Linked DNA regions of Triticum aestivum: region 2 is linked to region 1. The links are chromatin contacts, called in public Hi-C maps. All regions are on one chromosome and are shown on one strand. The core of a region is the stretch at or near the end of the contact, and the rest is flanking DNA. Distances in the headings are between cores, read along the strand shown. Region 1 holds the start of LOC123182029 (probably inactive leucine-rich repeat receptor-like protein kinase At5g48380). Region 2 holds the start of LOC123182031.

Region 1 (2,700 bases), core at 62-2,561:
GTCCTCATCCGGGTGCCAACATTCCACGCCAGTAAATCGGCATGTGAAACCAGCAGTGTCGTTCTCAAAATTCCATGAGGATTTGAGTACACCGTTGGGGTCCACTGACTGCTGAACAGATTTCAGGCATTGGATATCAGCTTCAGAGGCGAAACAAGTGAAGACCAACAGCAGTACAAGAATAACCCTCAGAGGAGCATAATGATTTGCCATCGAGCACTTGCGCCTAACGTGGCCTCTCCTCCGTGACAATACCACTTGTAGGTTCAAGCTTCACCTACACGTAAACGTAATCGAATTTATAAAATTAGAGACACACATAGAGTTGGTGATAGCAGCCATATATTCTAAAACGAAAATATTGATTTGATTGCAGTACTGAAAAGCATAACACAAGGACAACATCAATGGGGAACTGATCCCCACTACAGCCATAGCAAATAACATATGATGCCAAGGTTCGGCTACGATTAGCACGAAGGAATAAGTGCAATTGGTCGCATGGTAATTAATCATCACCCCTAACAATAACAGTAAAAACTTGTTCTTCCATTACTTGTCTGTAAACATAAGTGGAAACTTGCAACCGGAGGCAGTTCCTGACTGCTGAACCATCAATCGAGACCACAGTTATTATTTATAGATAGAAACAACCAGCGGGCTTTTTCTTATTATAAATATCTCGATTTCTCACAACAGAAGCGAACGGCTCGAACTGCCAAAAGGCGCACTTTCCAGAAAGAAGAAAATCTAAGGGGCAGCAAAGAAAAATCTCCAAAAGGAATGGCGCCGCACCATCCATATGTCGCATATGTGTATGCTATTTTTTCCCTGATTTCCCTCCCGGGGGCTGTTGCTGCTGCTTCCCCAGCAACAAACCCGCACCAATCAGGCCAAAAACAAGCGATTTCTTCCTCGCCGTACATGGACATGGCAACTCTGCGAACCGCTACCGTAGCCCCCCAAGAACCCGCATCCACAGCGGCACCAACCAACCCAGAGCTCGCGCACTCCGAAAGATCATTCGCGCCACAGCAGAGCATGAAGGAACATCTACAAAATCCAGAAAAATAAGAGAAGAGGCGAGGCCGAATCGATTACCTGAAGCTCGCCGTCCGTGCATAGGTGGGAACCGGGAGGACCCAGGGAGGAGGAGGAGGAGGGGAGAAGAGTCTGTGAGTAGTGGGGGGAGGAGGGAGGACCGGAGGTGGGAGGAGAGGAGAGGAGAGCAGCCGCCCGTCAAAGAAAGGGAAAAGAAAGTGGAGGCGAGAGAGTTTTTCTAAGCGTGTGGGGGCCCAGCCGTGGGCCCGGCGAGGGCGAGAGGGGCGCGCAGTATGGAGACTGGGGGACGCGGAGATCCACGGACTTTGCTGGTCAACTGCCCCAGTCAACCCGTCTGCTCTCTCTTGATGATGGGTGGCCGGCCGGACGAATGGCTACGGCGCCACCGTGTCACTGAGGTCGGAATGGAGGAGGTGGTGGGTGACGGGTCTCGGGTCCCCTCCTTTTTCTCCGTCGTGACCACGGAAAATATTGCAGGAACTAGCCAAGGGCGTTCACCATTCGGGTTTCCGGGTTACCGCGGCCATGATCGTGACTGCTAACATTCGGAGTATATTGCACGCTCGTAAAGCTTAGCGGAAAAAGTCTTTCCCCCCAATTTATATATAAAACAACGACCAAACATTACAACAGGAAAACGAACGCGGGTAAAGTTTCAACCTGGACTTAATTTTCGCTATAAAACTAGCAAATATTTCTCCATTTTAACACCAAGTTTGCGCAAATAATGTTGTATAGGGAACTAAAAAACTCATTTGTCGAACTGGGCGTAGCTCAGATGATTAGATTCCTTGTGGTGAAAATCAAGTTCTAGATTTTACAGTGATGCTCGCATTTTTTTGGATTTTTTTTCCAGATTTCAGCGATGTTCGTTCAGTGGGAAATGAAGTTACCTTCGATTACGACGCGCATGTTGCGACTTCGTCAATTTTGAGATGTATCGGCCCAGTCCCGCGAAGATGTGTGAGCACGTTCATAGGGCTGCATGTACATGAGCGTTTGCGTTTGTACAATGTTTCAAAAGACAGATCGTTTGAAAAAGCATATTGTCTCCATCTAACTTTTTATAAGAAAAGACACCAAAAAGAGCATTTTATAATTCAAATTTATCAAGAAAACAGTAGACAATATTTCTTGGCAAGTGGGGCGGTTATTTAGGGATCAAACTGATGCATTTTCTCCCCACACCCCCCCTCCCCTCCCAAACATATCTTTTTTCTTTGAAAAGTTACTTCACTATCTCTTTCGGTTTTTGAATATTTTCAGGTGGTAACTAATAGCGGAAAAATAGTGACTCTGATTGAATCAATTTTGGTTCCAAGTTTGTCACGTTTTTCCTGCTTCACCTTGGTGTCGGAGACGTGGCCCTAACACCTAACCAATGGCAAAGGTACAACATGACCTGATGGGCCGTGGCCTGCCCAACATTTTGAAATTTGTACATAATATTTTTTTACTGTTGGGCCTCAGAACACCAGTCCACAGGCTATTTCTTTCATTTTGGCCTGCCCAGAGTTGGGCTTCAAGCTCTGCCACTACACCTAACAAACTCGTATAGAAGGCAACTCACTCCTAGATTTCAGGGCCCCAAAGCAAGCTGGAGCAAGCTAGGCGAGATCGAGGTGAGGGTTAAGGGTT
Region 2 (2,700 bases), core at 19-2,518, 160 kb after region 1:
ATAGATTTGACTTCTTGGTGAAAATAGAAGCTCGTCAACAAAGCAGTGCAAACGGCCCTACGTACATCTTAACCATTTGGAGTTTCGATCTTTATCTGGTTTTCAAAACAAATGGTTTTCAAGTTTCAACTTAAGTGGTATTTTTACTAGTTATCTAACACGAGGACATATCTGCCCTGCAAATGCTTAAGTGAAAAACCAGATAAGTGTTTAAGAAATTAATTAGTCCCTGCACATTGTTTTCCAATGTGGTAAAAAAGTTATAGTCACCAAACTGATAATTGTTTGCTGTGCTCTCCAGGTGCCCTGAGCATAGAGCCACTGCAAATCTGCAAGGAGCTTTCCTTGTCCTCACCACATTGTCCATAACAGCGTTTTCGTTTGTTAAGTGTTGTGACCACAAATCACTCTATAAGTAATGGATATAAGAATCTATAGCGCTGCTTTCATCTCCCATGATCATGTATCCATGGTTAATCTGTCAGCAATATAGGCAGGATTACAGAACTGGCTTGCAGAGATCTCTGTGTAGCTAATTGTGTTTTGCTTTCTTTGTTGATTCTTTCAGATAACTGAGTGCCAGACAAAAAGAAAATTTAAGCATTTGTGGGTTTTCCTTTTGACAAAATCTGTACGAAAATTAAACTACTAAAAGGATACTATCTGACGATAACGCCCTCTCTGCTTGCAAGGCAGTCTATTCTTGCGTTTGCACTTTCCAGATAGTGCACTTCACAGAATCTAATGTGTTTACAAAATTGGGATAATGGTTTGAGCGTATGACTGCAGACAGATATATTCCACGCAAAAGAAATGCATGTATGTATACGTGCACACTGAATACTGGGAGCAATTGACGATGAAAAGTAGGAGCAGAGGGGGGCAAATTTACCACAACACTTCCGATGCCTTCTTCGATGAGCACCTCCAGGTCAGTGACGCCGTCCATCCCCTACAACACACACGCACATGTTCATCTCAATCGACGGTTGGTTTACCGGCCGACGTTCATCGTCCATCCCAGTCAGCAAAAAATCACAGTAAATGCACCTCGAGAGCCTGGGTGATCTTGGGAACAGCCCTCTCCTCCATGGTGCCCTCCGCCTTGAAGTAGAGGATGAGGGATTCGCTGGTGTAGGCGGGGGCGCCGGCGGCCTCGGCCACCTCCGCGGTGGCCGCGCGGACCACCTCCAGGCGGCCGCTCCGTCTCCTACTCCTTGGCGCGGCTCCGCCGGCGACGCAGGAGAGCTGCAGGGAGGCGCGGCGAGGCAGCAGGGGTGCCGCAGGCGCGGAGCCGGAGCGGAGGAGGTGGGTGGAGGCCGGCGACAACATGGTCATCTCTTCTTTGTCCTTCAACGGCTCTTCCTCCTCTTATCCTCGAATGCTTCGCTCCCTGAAGCTTATCATTTGTTGGGATCTGCGCGGGCCGGGGCGCGCATCGGCGCGGCTCCTGAGGCCTTGAGCGCGCGTCTGTACCTCAAGCGAGGCGGGCCCAATAGGGTCGCGTGGGTCCGCTACGTTTCGTTCGTTTTTTCCTCTCATTTTTTCTTCTTTTTTTTACTTTTGTTTATATATTTGAAATATTTTAAAAACAAAAATAATTGGTTCAAAATCTCACAATATTTCATCACGCAACCAAAAAATATTTGTGACATTTAAAAAATGTTCGGGCATTTCAAATTTTGTTTCAGAAATTTAAATAAAAGTATACAATGTAAATAAATATATGCATGATTAATAAAAAAATTATACCATTCAAAAAATGCCCCCAAATTTCAAAAATATGTTCTCTACATATAAAAAAATGTTTATACAATGTTAATATATATATTTGGGTAAGTAAAAAAAGTTCTGAATATTCAAAAAAATGTTTGTGGCATTTAAAAAAAATATAACAGTTAAAAAATGTTTTGCATGTTCAAAAAACATGTTCACGGCATTTATGCATAATGTTCAATGTGTGTTAAAAATATTCATCGTGTATCAAAAAATGTTCAACATGTATTTGAGAAAAATGTTCAACCCATAATTGGAAATACTCAATGTGTATGTGAAAACTGATCATCATGTATACGAAAAATGTTCTATGTGCATTTGAAAAATGTTTGCGTGTATTTCAGAAATGAAGGAAAAAATAAAAGGAAAGGAAGACAATAAAAAATAAATGAGCACAAAAAAGGAGAAAATCGAAAGGAAAAAACGATATAGAAAACACGTAGAAAAGAACACGCGAAAATTTCAACTAGTCCAAACCGGTCCATATTAGCTTTCTAAAACCGCTCCCACAAAAACCACAGAACACACATGGTCGGCATGCTAGCGGTGCCAGGGGCGAGACGAGATGAGCTACCGCCTCGTAAAGAGTGAGATATAGCTCTCGTGTTGTTTGGTACACACGGGATTGGGAGTAGGGATGGAGCTTAGTTGAAACAAAAGTGGGTGGTGGTCCACCCAGCCTTAGGCCAAATCATTGAATAAGGTGAAACTGGGTCTGGGAAGCTAAACTTGTGTGCTTTTCTTCAATCTGGCCCGCCCAATAATATTTTGGTACCTCCACCACTGCTTGTGAGGGCTTTCAGGGGATTTTCCCTGTTGAGCTGAAAAGCCCAAAAATACCCAGAGTGACGTTTTGGACACATGGTTTGATAGGATCTGCCTCGTTCTATCTCCTGAATTCCCTCCATCGAGGTGGACCGGGCG

Evidence for each region. A called contact is a pair of places that touch in the nucleus more often than the background predicts.
Region 2: a Hi-C map of leaf shows a contact between it and region 1, with 3 times the contacts expected there. The contact joins the promoter of LOC123182031 here to the promoter of LOC123182029 in region 1. A contact is called at or near these places in 2 of 5 Hi-C or Micro-C datasets (both in leaf).

Annotation. Positions count from the first base shown.
Region 1 is chr1D:354,520,061-354,522,760 of IWGSC CS RefSeq v2.1, forward strand. LOC123182029 (probably inactive leucine-rich repeat receptor-like protein kinase At5g48380) reads right to left here and starts at 1,312. Exons shown (of 3, transcript XM_044594481.1): 1 at 1,102-1,312; 2 at 1-277. The coding sequence starts at 213.
Region 2 is chr1D:354,680,269-354,682,968 of IWGSC CS RefSeq v2.1, forward strand. It overlaps LOC123182031, which reads right to left and starts at 1,269. Exons shown (of 3, transcript XM_044594482.1): 1 at 1,051-1,269; 2 at 893-952. The coding sequence starts at 1,269.